4 separate regions of the Mus musculus genome follow, and regions 1, 2 and 3 are each linked to region 4. Evidence: chromatin contacts called from public ChIA-PET, Hi-C and promoter capture Hi-C data. All regions are on one chromosome and are shown on one strand. Each heading gives the region's core, a stretch centred on a gene start, on an enhancer-like site or on the middle of the called end of the contact. The rest is flanking DNA. Distances are from core to core; before and after follow the strand shown. Region 1 holds the start of Ciz1 (CDKN1A interacting zinc finger protein 1). Region 2 holds the start of Prrc2b (proline-rich coiled-coil 2B). Region 3 overlaps Lmx1b (LIM homeobox transcription factor 1 beta). Region 4 holds the start of Rpl12 (ribosomal protein L12).

Region 1 (2,934 bases), core at 293-2,792, 600 kb before region 4:
TAGCGCAGTCACCTGACTGCGCAGTAGTGATCTGTCCTCTGCGGTCCCTAGCGCCGCCGAGCGGCCAGTCCTCTCAGTCTACACTGGGCGCGAAGTGGGGGGATGAACAAGATAAAAGAATTGCCAAGACCAGTGGGGCTAAGGGGTGTCCGCAGTGGCAGGACCTTTTTAGGGGCAGGTAAGAGCCATTAAAGAAAGTAACTGTGTCAGACGTGGTGGCAGAAGCCAGCGGGTTTCTGTGAATTCGAGGCCAGTCTGGTCTATAGTGAGTTTCCATATGTAGCCATTGCTACACAACACAATGAAACGGAAAAGGAAATCAGAGGCTTGGGAACTTGTTAAGTGGTTAACGTTTGTTCTTCTTCCAAAGGACCCAGGTTCAGCTCCCAGCACTCCCACAGGTGGCTCACAACCATCCACAAACTTCTTCCTAGGGGATCAGATGCCCTCTTTAGACCTCTGCAAGCACTAGGCACATACAAAGTACACACACATACATGCAGGCAAAACATTCATACACCTGAAATAAGAATACATATTTAAAAGACGGGGGTGAGAGGCGGGCGTGGTGGCGCACGCCTTTAATCCCAGCACTCGGGAGGCAGAGGCAGACGGATTTCTGAGTTCGAGGCCAGCCTGGTCTACAAAGTGAGTGCCAGGACAGCCAGGGCTATACAGAGAAACCCTGCCTCAAAAAACCAAAAACCAAAAAAAAAAAAAAAAAAACCAAAAAAAAAAAAAACCAAAAAAAAACAAAAAACAAAAAAAAACAAAAACAAAAAAACAAAAAACGGGGATGAGGAGAGATAGCTCAGTGGTTAAGAGCACTTGTTCTTGCAGAGGAGCTGGGTTCGATTCCTAGCACTCACAAGACAATTCACAAATGTTTCTAACTCTAGTTCCAGGATGTACAAGATATACACGATATACAGATACACATACGTTCAAAACACTCATACACATAAACTAAATCTTTTTTAAAAAAATGTAAAAAACAAAACTATTTTTTTAAAGCTGAATTCACCACACATACGCGCGCCCGCTTGCTCTTGTCCCAGCCCCACGCGGGCTCGGGATCTGGGGACAGTGGTGGCATTGGGGAGGTCAGTTGGGATCTGACCGACTGTCGGTCCCCTTTGCCCCTGCCAGATAAACAGACGGCCGTGGGAACTCAGAATCGCCCCTTCCCGATGCTGGGATCTGGGGACAGGAGCCTACGCTGCCCGGCGCCTCATAGCACCTGGGAGCCACCGCGGCTCTAGCGATTGCAGATTGGTCGCGGTCCCCGCGACGTGACCTGCGCGCGAGGCTTGTTCGCCCGCCGCGGCGTCCGCGCTGAGGCCTCCGCACCTCCAGAGGGCGCTCTGCGCGGGAGTGGCCAGCCGCTGGGCCTTCGGAGTGTCCCGGTCCGGTCACCGTCCCGAGCAGCCCGGGAGCTCCGGAGCCCGCCTTACGAGTCAGCTCGTGGCTTTCACGGTTTCGGTTTTCGTGGATTGCCGGGAGGTGAGGGGGAGCCAGTGTGGTGCCCGCCCCGGAAGCGACAGTGGAGGAGGGTTGGGCACCCCGGGAAGGGTGGACCGCAGGGATAGCGGCTACTTGCAGAGAGCCTACGGGCTTTGTGGACAGGCGAGGCCACAGGATTAGTTAAGTGGCGTTGGCTATATCTGCGAGGGAAGGGAGTGGAGGGATGAGGGACAACGGAGCGGGGTGGGGGTGTGCTGCGGCGGACGGAAGCGTTTCCCATCCAGGGTTCATGGATTTAAGTGACACAATTTAGGGAGAGGACAGCGGAATCCAAAACAGGGAAGTGTGCACGGGAAGCACCAGGAAGTGTAGAGTGACTGACAGGCAGGAGATGGGAGTGGAAAGGTGTGCTCCGATTAGAAGGTTGGACCGCCAGAGTTGAAGAGATGGGAGGGAAGATAAAGAACTGAAGGCGTGTCTGTGTGTGTATCCTGTTCTGGCAGCTGACCGGAAGAACTGGAAGCCCCGAAGCCCCGGGTATAAATGCAGCGTGCTCTTGGCGTGGGTGGGACTGTGTAGCGGTGAAGCTTAGCAGGCGTTATGCTGGGGTGGGTGTTTTGGGAGGGGAGAGAAGCTGGATCATCCCAAAGTGGTGATCTGACCCTACCCACCATACCCCCTTCAGCCACCATGTTCAACCCGCAACTCCAGCAGCAGCAACAGTTGCAGCAGCAGCAGCAACAGTTGCAGCAGCAGCTCCAGCAGCAGCAGCTCCAGCAGCAGCAACAGCAGATACTGCAGCTCCAACAGCTGCTGCAACAGTCCCCACCACAGGCCTCCTTGTCCATTCCTGTCAGCCGGTGAGTTTTCCACTTCCAGGAGCAGTCTGAGGTCTGACGGCTCAGACCCACATTTTGGAGCCTGGCTCCCAGTAGTTATTTTTTCCCCAGGGGCATCCTTGTTTGAGTATTAAATGTCATCAGTTTCTACCTTGGAGGGGATCCTCCATCTGCCATTGAGATGGAGAGAATGGAGGTGAGAGACCTCCGGGTAGATGGCTTTCCCAGGACCCCTCTGACACCCTACTCCCATCACACAGGGGCCTCCCCCAGCAGTCATCCCCGCAACAGCTTCTGAGTCTCCAGGGCCTCCACTCGACCTCCCTGCTCAATGGCCCCATGCTGCAAAGAGCTTTGCTCCTACAGCAGTTGCAAGGTATGGCAGTTCCCCGTGGCCCTCAGCTTCTTCCTAACCCATTCATTCTTACCAACACTCACAGCGGCCCTAACAGCATCCTTATAGATGAAGATACCAGGCTCCCAGGAGATGAAGTCCACAGGCTACTCTGCTAAGTACAGGGTTACCGGGCTACGGTGCTGGCCGTTCCTGCCTCTGCTGATAAACCTAAGGGGAGGCACACCCGTAACCCCCCTCTACAAATGAGGATAGCAACCTGAGGCCCAGAAGAGG
Region 2 (2,863 bases), core at 357-2,856, 810 kb before region 4:
TTGAACTCAGGACCTCTGGGAGAGCAGTCAGTGCTCTTAACCACTGAGGAGCCATCTCTCCAGCCATATATATGTTCTTGTTTCTTGAATGTTATTTTTAATTGCTAGGATATCTGGAATAGATAAGGAGAACCTAGCACTGCACAGTAACCTCGAAGGGAGCCAGTCTCTCTCCCAGGCCTTTTGTTCTGCATTCACACGAATACACACCCAAGTGGGGTGGTTTATGTCATGTTTTAAAAAGGGTGAAGTGGCCGGGCAGTGGTGGTGCAAGCCTTTAATTCCAGCACTTGGGAGACAGAGGCAGGCAGATTTCTGAGTTTGAGGGCAGCCTGGTCTACAGAGTGAGTTCCAGGACAGCCAGGGATACACAGAGAAACCCTGTCTTGAAAAACAAAACAAAATAAAACAACAACAAAAAAAGGTGAAGTGTCTATACGGTGCACTTGTTATGGAAGGGAGACCTTGCTGTGGAATGGTGCAACGAACCACTTCTGCCGTACCACTTCTGCCGTACCACTTCTGCCGTACCACTTCTGCGTGTTTCCTGCATGTATCTTGCCACTGGGATCCCCCTCTCCCTCCACACATTCTAACAGGTCAGGACTGTCAGGCTGTCAGGTTTGTCTGTCAAGAGGCTCTAGAGCTCTGGGGGTGGTGGGAGCAGGATCCAAGTTCAGTCCCTCTTCTGAGCCCCCCTCCCTCTCAGGTCTGCATCCCCTGCCTTTTAGGGTGCTGAGTCCTCCCCATTCTCCCCACCCTTTTGCATTCTCACCCCAGAGCTCTCCCTGGGGTCCCCTCCCAGTCTATGTCTGCTTCTTTCAAGAGCCCCTCCCCCACCCATGGAGGAGGCCTTCTCCATGGGTGGGGGTGGTCTTCAACCAGATCCACTCTCCGTTGAGATTCCTCTTCACCAGGAGCCTCTCTCCATGAAGACCCCTCTGATTTGGGACCCCATCTCCATCCATGTATCTTGCTACTGGGATCCCCCTCTCCCCCCAGTTCCTTTACTTTTTCTCCATTTGAGCCGTCCTCTCCATTGCAGCCTCTTTGCACCAGGGCTTCCTCCTTCTCCTGGTTCCTTTCCACCTAGGCCCCTTCTCCATCAAAGTCCCTCTCCACCAAGGCCTCTTCTCCATCAAGGTCCCTCTCCACCAAGGCCTCTTCTCCATCAAGGTCTCTCTCCACCTAGGCCCCTTCTCCATCAAGGTCCCTCTCCACCTAGGCCCCTTCTTCATCAAGGTCTTTCCATTTGGGCCCCTTCTCCACCTCGGCCTCCTCTCCACGTAAGCCCCTTGTCCATCAAGGTCCCTCTCCACCGCGTCCCCTCTCCAGCCGAGCCTCCTCTCCATCTAGGTCCCTCTCTTCCGCAGCCCCTCTGCACCGCGGCCCAGCTCGCTCCCCGCGCTCTCCCTCCTCCTCTCCCCCGCCCTCCCTCCCGGGACAGGGGCGACGCAGCAGGGGGCGCTGCGCGGGCCACCGTGCGGGCGGCGGGCGGGGGCGGCGCGGAGGCGGAGGCGGCGGCGGCGGGGGGCGGGGAGCCGAGCGCGGGCGGGAGGCGGCGGCGAGCCACAGCGCCGAGGCTCCAGCGAGCGCCGAGGAGCGGGAGGAGGAGGAGGAGGCAGAGGCAGGAGCGCAGAGCGCCGAGCCCCGCGCCGCCGCCGCGCAATCCGCCGCCATCCGCCGCCCCCGCGCCCGGCCGCCGCCCGACCGCCATCGCCCGGGCCCGTCGCGCGCGGACGCAGACCAGGTGGGCCGGGGCCGGGGCCAGGGCAGAGGCCGGGGTTGCGCTTTGTCTCCGCGGCGGTGCGCTGCGGCGGGCGCGGGGCTGCGGCCTGGGCGGCCTGCTCGGCGCTCCCCAGCTCGCCATTGTTGTGTCTTCGCGGCCAGGGCGGGAGGACGGCGGGCCGAGCGGGGCTGGGCAAGGCTCGGGGTCGGGATCGAGCCCGAGGGCTCTCCTGCGCCCGGGGACGGCGGCCTTGTCGGCCGGGGTGGGGGACGCGGGACCCCGAGGCCGCCCGGAACCGCAGGCCGAGCGCCGCCCCGGCTCGGGTGGGTTCGGCTGAGGGAAGCGGGGTGGTGTTTTCACGGCACCCGGAGCCGCTGCTAAAAATGTTTAATGATAAACAGGATGTCGCTGCTCGGGGCCTGCCAGATTGATTTTTTTGTTTGTTTCTTTTTCTTCGTCTACCTTTTAAGAGAGAAATGCAGACCTATTGAGATAGATGGTGGGCCTCTCTGGAGAGGATCTGCCTGCATAAAAGTGGACGCTGCTGCTTTCCTTTCTTCTTTGTAAATATCGTGGGGGGATGAAGCCCACTGTTAGGCAAGAATAGGTGTCGCCCCCCTTCCCCAGGCAATGGTGAGCTTGAAGGAAGTGGGAGAAGGGGGGCGCCGATGCTCTCCGGAGTGTGTCATTTGCTAAATGGCTGCCTGGGAGAAACCTTTATAAAGCTGTCTTTTGCAGGGTAGTTAAATTTCACCTACGTTTTTTCTTTCCTGGAAAGGTTAGCGTGTATTTCGGTGTGTTGTCTGTTTGCGTTGTATATCTCACTTGGGTTTTCTGTCCGTCTGTCTGAAGCCTCAGCGCCCTTTCTCAGCAGTACAACCGCAGGGGCTTGCTTTGTATCGTAATGTCTGCACCGTCGTGGTGCAAGCTGGGACCTGAGGGGTACAGGCTGTGGAGTGGGATGCTTGCTGCCACCGAGGGACTACTCAGCCTTCACAGGCAGAGAGGCATGACTTGGCAAGCCGTCGGTGCTCTGTAGTTACTCTGTGCTGTCAACCTAGGACAGAAGGCTGGCCACTTGTGGTGTCATCCATGCTGGGGCATGCCACAGGTGCTGGTTTGAAGTGGCAGCGT
Region 3 (3,096 bases), core at 252-2,751, 600 kb after region 4:
CTCCCGAGTGCCACCTTGTGGCCTGATGTGTGACTGCAGGGTTCATGTAGAAATTCTGGCTGGTCAGTCTTGGGGATTTAGAAGCTAAATAGAGGGAAATAGAGGAAGAAGAGAGTGGGATGGTGTCCACAGAGAGCCATGTGGGTGCTCTGTCACATGGGCACACTGCTCGTGCCAGATCAAGGCATGGATAATACATATTCTTCATCTAGGGAATGGGCACCGGCTTCATTTCTTCTCTGTTCCATTTGCGAGAGTAAACATTTCTTGGTTCTATATAGTAGTTCACAGTTCTATATAGTAGTTCACAGCTGACCTAATTTACTCTGCTGGTTTGGAGACAAGGACATCCAAGTTGTCCTTCCTTTCCTGTCTGACCCTGGCACCACTCAGAGTCTCCATTTTTGACTCTCAGACTCCAAGGTCATTGGGGTTTGCCCCACTGCCATGCCTCTTGTGGCTCCTGCTTCTGATCCTCAACTTGCTCTTCCATCTTCCTAGATATCCTTGTCGGTCTCTGTCTTGTCCATTCCTCTACGACCACTCTGGGATGCTCAGCCCAAGTGTTTTCTCTTCCAGGAGGGTTTCCCTGGAGTCCCAAGCCCTGGGGCGATCCCTCCCCACTTTGAGTCACTTATGTCTTTTGAGTGACTGCTCATGCTTGACCCAGGAGACCTGGGTCACAGAAGAAAGAAGATAGAGATGAAGGAAGGCTCAACCCCTCTCCCTCCAGCTCCAGCCAATTTCACAAGATCTCAAAGCAGTGAGTGGGGTCAAGGTCTGCTTGAGGACGCTGAGAAGCCATCAGCCTGCAGGACCGGGACCTTTGAGGAGAGCACTCCCCCTCCCCGTCTTACTCCCCAGTCCATGTCTTCATCTGGACGGGGTGGGGGTGGGGGTCGGGGGATGCAGGTGACAATGAGGCAGTGGATTAGCTCAGCCCCCACCCCCACATTTTTTAGTGACAGGATTTTAGACATTGCTCTAGGCTACAGGGTTGGCAGCCCACTGTTCTTGAAGAATAGAACATGGACGCCCCTCACCCCTCCCTCCATCGTCCCTCCTCCAGTTCCAGCTTGGAGCCCAGCCACCAAGGCTCTGTTTAGTCCTGCCTCCGGAGCTGTGCAGTTTGGACCATGTGACTTAGGTTTCCCGGAGTCTTGTGAGGCACGCTGAAGGTAGGAGATTCCCTACCTCCAGGTGTCTGGACTGACCTTGGAGGATCTTGTCCTAGGACCAGAAACAGTGGGCCTGGAAGAGCAGCTGAGTTTTCGGTGTGGGGGTGGGGTGGGATTGGCAAGGCTCAAATGTTGTGATTCAAGCTGCTTTCCTGTCTAGATTGTGTCCTCCCGTTTGCTTCATCATACTGAGCTATCACCTCCTCTCCTGGGCCTCGGTGTCCCTTCTGAAGCCCAGGACCCTGCCTTTTAGGTTACATACAAACGAAGAAAAGGCATCTCCGAAGTTGCTTAGCAGCCAGTTACCCAGCAGAGGTTGTGGAGAGGCAGTCCCCTAGGGGGCGCTGGTGCTCACCGGCAGAGTGAGAGGTCTCATGGTGGCTCTCAGGTGGTCCTGACAGCCACAGTTGAGGCTCTGTTGGGTTTTGTCCCCTGGCTGACCTGCCCATCAGTGCTCCAGGCAGGAGACCCCATGCTTGTCTTCTGGATCCTCAGGGGCCCAGCTGTGGTCTGTGTCACCTCATTTGGGGTCATCTCTGGTATGCTCAGCTCACATGCCTCAGACTAAAGACTGCCCCATCCCATCTTCGCCCTTTGTACACACAATGACCAGGGGGCCTAGATATTTCCTGAATACCTTGAGAGTCTGGACTTCTCTTGCTCACCACAGGTACCACCCTGGTCAAAGCTGCTGTCACCTCTCACCTCAGAGACCCAGCTGACCTCCCTGACCCCATTCAGTTCACCTAAGCTAATCATATATTTCTGCTCAGCAGAGTCCTTCTCCTGGCCCCGCCTTAGCTACCTTTCTGGTCGCATTCTGCCTCCTCCGAGGTTTATAAGCCTGGACCATCCTCAGACATCCTTCTCACCCCCGGGCTCTCTCCCCAGCTAGGTAACTTCAGATCTCAGCTGAATGGCTTCTTCTAGGAAGTCTTCCCTGATTCCCACCCCCATGAGACCAGCTGCCCCAGGACCAAGGCTCTATTACATGTCACCTGAACTACATCAGGTTTTCTACACCCTTGGAGGTGACCATCTCTTCCTTCATTCTCAGCCTGGTTGACACTGAAAGAAGCCCCCATAGGCAATGGCTGCCTCAATGAAGGGATGGGTGTTTTGGGTGATTGGACAGAGGGCACTGGACATGGATGACTGTGTTGGACTCAAGGCTGAGATGGCCAGGGCTGAGGCAAGGAGGGAAGGAGAGGGGATTGGTTATGAGGTAGAGTTGGGCAAGACCCAAACCCAGTGTCCATGACTTATCGCCCTGTCAGTCACAGGGCGGTCCAGTAGTGTCACGGGCAGCTCCCGCTTAGACCCAAGCCCCATCCCCAAGGAGGGGCCACACAGGAGTGTACAGGTTGTTTATTTACAAATATACCAACATCTTGTCTTTTTTTCTTGCTGTTTCCATTTTCTGCTTTTGTGGGAAGAGGCAGAAGGTGAGTGGAAGGCGGGGGTGGTGATGTGGAAACGCTAATAAATAATTTAACAATGACAAGTTATTAAATAAAATGTGTGTGGGGATGGCAGGCGGGCAGTCTGTACAAGGTAAACGGAAAGAATACGATGGGTGGCCTGGCCCCAGTCCAGCTGCAACAAACGCCCTCCAAGCGGGACCCCAGGGCAGGGCAGCAGCCCAGAGACCATTGGCAATTGCCCCTGTCAAGGGCCACATGTTGAAGGGTCCTTCCTGTCTCCCTGCTCCCAGGCCATGTGTGAGCCTCCTTGTTTCGGGTGTGAGTGTGTGCGCACGTGTGTGAGTGTGCTGCCCCTTCCACGCATCGGTCAGCCCTGGGCTGCAGCGTCCCCCTGGTCCTAGGGGTGCCCAGAGCTCTGAGTCCATCTTCCCCTGCTGAGCGGGGGGGGGGGGGGTACAATCAGACAGACAGGGAGGTGGTCTCACTTCAAAGGG
Region 4 (2,873 bases), core at 252-2,751:
GACCTGGGTTGTAGAAACACCAGGCTGGGACACTTGCCTTTCAAGTCCTGATCCTGTGCCGCTTGCACGGCTCCTTGGACCTCCCAGTTTAGCCAAGTTAATCATTGTGTCCTGAATTCAGTAGCTGGCTGCCCATAGCTGGCTGCAACTTCCAGTGCTGTCTAAGGGCCAGCAATAGGAAGGACATAATCATTTGGAGGAAGTGTGTAACTCACGGCATGGGCTCTGACACCTAAGACATTAGCTGTGTCACTTTGTGTCACTGGTCGGAGCCGGTTTCCTCATTTGTAATATGGAGCAATGTTGCCAATGCTGGCCTCTGTGGGGTCAGTGACTTCATGTATGTCAGGTCTATGCCATAGACTCTGCCACAGGGTACCACACACATGACAAATGCACTCAGGTACTATTACAGTTGCTAAGGAGAAGAGGGCTGGAGGAGCCTTGCAGTAGAGGACACATGTGGTCCTGAGGGATTTCAGGTCTCCATTTGTGGGCGTGGGCTGTCAGAGGAGGTTGCTGGGCCTGCAGGGCCTGCTCAGGACTCTCCGCACTCAATTGCAGCACTCCTGAGAGACAGCTCCCTCCATCCCTATCTGATGGCCACGACTTAAATCCCTTACAGATGGCTCACTAATGACTAGCCTCCCTCGCCCCCATCCTCCAGATCTACATTTCCAAATACCTTCTTCAATGACTATCTCTGCCAATTCCCCCTCCCTCACCGTTCTCAGCAGGGCTCGTTCAGTTCTGGTTTGAACTTTCCTGATGGTCCAGCTTGGCTGGGAAGAACCACACCCATCCTTCCCTGGCAGGGCTGGCCAGCGGCTAACCTGGCTCTGTGGATGGGGAGGTCCTCCACCGATGTTCCGATTCTTGGGTGGACCTCAAGGTAGGCCAGTCACTCCGAAGACTTGGCCACAGATACAAACCATTGGCCCCCAAAAGCTGAGCTGGTGTCCGGTCTCCTTCAAACATAGAAGTGAGCACCGAAACTTTAAATTTCAGAAAGACACGCAACTCAGGATGACAAAGTCTCGAGATTCTAGAAACCAAGGAATTGCAGAATTAAAGACTCGTGATTAGACTCGAATAGTTTGTTTCTGTAACTAACATGCACATACCGCAAACAGGTTAGGAGGGTACTAGGGTGGCACTGGTACTAGGGTCGCTCAAGTCAGGTGCAGATCCCTTAGGGGAGGGGCGGGGCCCTGGGCTGGGTCCCAGGGGCTCCAGAGTCACCGTCAAGAGAAGGGAACGTGGACCAGGAACCAGGACCTCTGGTGCAGCCCTACTCTGTTGCCCAGGCAAGGTGCTCCGAACATTTACCCCTTCCGAATCCCGAGCTCACCCACAGACCAAGCTCTGCAGTCCTCTGCCGCAGACGCCTGCCCATAAGAAACAGGGCGACCAGGGTGTCGCCCAGAGACTGGGTGGGGCCAGCGGTTCTCGCGAGAGCTGAGCTTTTCCGCCTATATCCGGCGTGGGCGGAGCAGGATCCGTCTTTTCGGCTTTCGGCTCGGAGGAGGCAACGGTGCAACTTTCTTCGGTCGTCCCGAATCCGGGTTCATCCGACACCAGCCGCCTCCACCATGCCGCCCAAGTTCGACCCCAACGAGGTCAAAGTCGGTGCGTGCCCTCGCCGCGCCCGGGTGCTGTCCCGGGGCCTGGCGGGTCTCCCTTGGGCCTTGGCTGCCACGTGTGTAAGAGGGGAGGGAGCCCGACGCTCTGGCGGCCCGTGCGCCTTAGGGTAAGGCCTGGCCCGGGACATCTGAAGCCCGACGGCAGCGCGCAGGGCGGCCTGCGCCGCAGAGGTTCTGATTTTGCTTTTTCTTCAGTGTACCTGAGGTGCACCGGAGGCGAGGTCGGCGCCACATCCGCCTTGGCCCCGAAGATCGGTCCTCTGGGTCTGGTAAGTCGTCGCTCCCGAGCCGTAGACCTCTAACGTGCATGCTGTTTGGCCTGTAGATGTGTTCTGTCCCCGTGGAGGGCAGAAGAGGCCACCATGTCCCTGGTGCAGGCCGGGATGTGGGTGCTGGGACTTGGGACGCAAAGGAAAACTGAGATAACACGTGCACGGAGGCTCGTGCCACAGCCCGGTTGAGGCAGCCATTGGACTTGCTTAAATCCACTAGCCTCCGTGGGTAACGCACGGGAACCTAGTGTTTAAAGCTCCGAGGGTTCCCCATTGCAGCAGAAAGTGTTTTGCTTTGTTAGCCCTTACTGCAGAGTTGTCTTAGTGAAGAAGGATGTGGAGCCATTGTGGGCAGGCTCCTGTGGGACGGTGAGGAGGGCTGGCGGTGAGCTTGAAGGTCCTGGCTTCAACTTTGGGCACATGGTAACGAATGCTATTATTTCTACAGTCTCCGAAGAAAGTTGGCGATGACATTGCCAAGGCTACCGGTGACTGGAAGGGTCTCAGAATTACAGTGAAACTGACCATCCAGAACAGACAGGCCCAGGTATTTACATTGCTTGCTGTGGGGGGTTGAGGGAAGGGTTGAGATAGCAGCCCTCAGGAATCATGGGTCTTGGCAAAGATTTCCCTGTCCCGGTGAATCGGATTTTATCCTTGTGGGAGGGCTATACGACAGGGTTCACTGTAAGTCAGTAGTAGGTGCCAGGGTGCAGGAGTCCGCCATGCTAGGGATTCAACTCTGGAGGTGAGGCCAGCAGGAAGCACCTTAGCTAGCCGAGCTGTTTTTTCGGGGCCCTTTAGCGTGTCTGGTGGTGGTTGGTTTTCTGGGCTGTGTTCACATCAAGTCTCTTTGCAGATCGAGGTGGTGCCTTCTGCCTCAGCCCTGATCATCAAAGCCCTCAAGGAGCCACCGAGAGACAGGAAGAAGCAGAAGAACAGTGAGTCGGCCCCACTC

Evidence for each region. Promoter capture Hi-C pulls out the DNA fragments that hold promoters and counts their contacts. A called contact is a pair of places that touch in the nucleus more often than the background predicts. ChIA-PET counts read pairs in DNA pulled down with a chosen protein or histone mark.
Region 1: an RNA polymerase II ChIA-PET map of memory CD8 T cells shows a contact between it and region 4, with 8 read pairs. The contact joins the promoter of Ciz1 here to the promoter of Rpl12 in region 4. A contact is called at or near these places in 1 of 115 datasets of contacts at active chromatin or transcription factors (memory CD8 T cells) and 1 of 9 other capture datasets (liver).
Region 2: a Hi-C map of CD8 T cells shows a contact between it and region 4, with 2.6 times the contacts expected there. The contact joins the promoter of Prrc2b here to the promoter of Rpl12 in region 4. A contact is called at or near these places in 2 of 484 Hi-C or Micro-C datasets (CD4 T cells and CD8 T cells) and 1 of 115 datasets of contacts at active chromatin or transcription factors (pancreatic cancer cells).
Region 3: a promoter capture Hi-C map of hippocampal neurons shows a contact between it and region 4, with 2.6 times the contacts expected there. The contact joins the enhancer-like site here to the promoter of Rpl12 in region 4. A contact is called at or near these places in 4 of 39 promoter capture datasets (3T3-L1-derived adipocytes, the C10 cell line, embryonic stem cells and 1 more).

The regions. Positions count from the first base shown.
Region 1 is chr2:32,361,656-32,364,589 of GRCm38.p6, forward strand. It overlaps Ciz1 (CDKN1A interacting zinc finger protein 1), which reads left to right and starts at 1,543. Exons shown (of 17, transcript NM_028412.2): 1 at 1,543-1,643; 2 at 2,150-2,324; 3 at 2,564-2,679. The coding sequence starts at 2,155.
Region 2 is chr2:32,149,542-32,152,404 of GRCm38.p6, forward strand. It overlaps Prrc2b (proline-rich coiled-coil 2B), which reads left to right and starts at 1,607. Exons shown (of 32, transcript NM_001159634.1): 1 at 1,607-1,750.
Region 3 is chr2:33,558,435-33,561,530 of GRCm38.p6, forward strand. Lmx1b (LIM homeobox transcription factor 1 beta) reads right to left here. Exons shown (of 8, transcript NM_010725.3): 8 at 2,531-3,096. Among named protein-coding and RNA genes, the nearest start is that of Gm39789, 4.5 kb to the left of the region's middle. Within about 2 kb of position 1,502, at least 8 of the 459 cell types and tissues checked have an H3K27ac peak or open chromatin away from gene starts, as enhancers often do. A contact at or near this core is called in hippocampal neurons, where this site is marked.
Region 4 is chr2:32,960,211-32,963,083 of GRCm38.p6, forward strand. It overlaps Rpl12 (ribosomal protein L12), which reads left to right and starts at 1,502. Exons shown (of 7, transcript NM_009076.3): 1 at 1,502-1,629; 2 at 1,839-1,912; 3 at 2,364-2,462; 4 at 2,775-2,856. The coding sequence starts at 1,593. It overlaps Lrsam1 (leucine rich repeat and sterile alpha motif containing 1), which reads right to left and starts at 1,431. Exons shown (of 26, transcript NM_199302.3): 1 at 1,352-1,431; 2 at 834-1,045.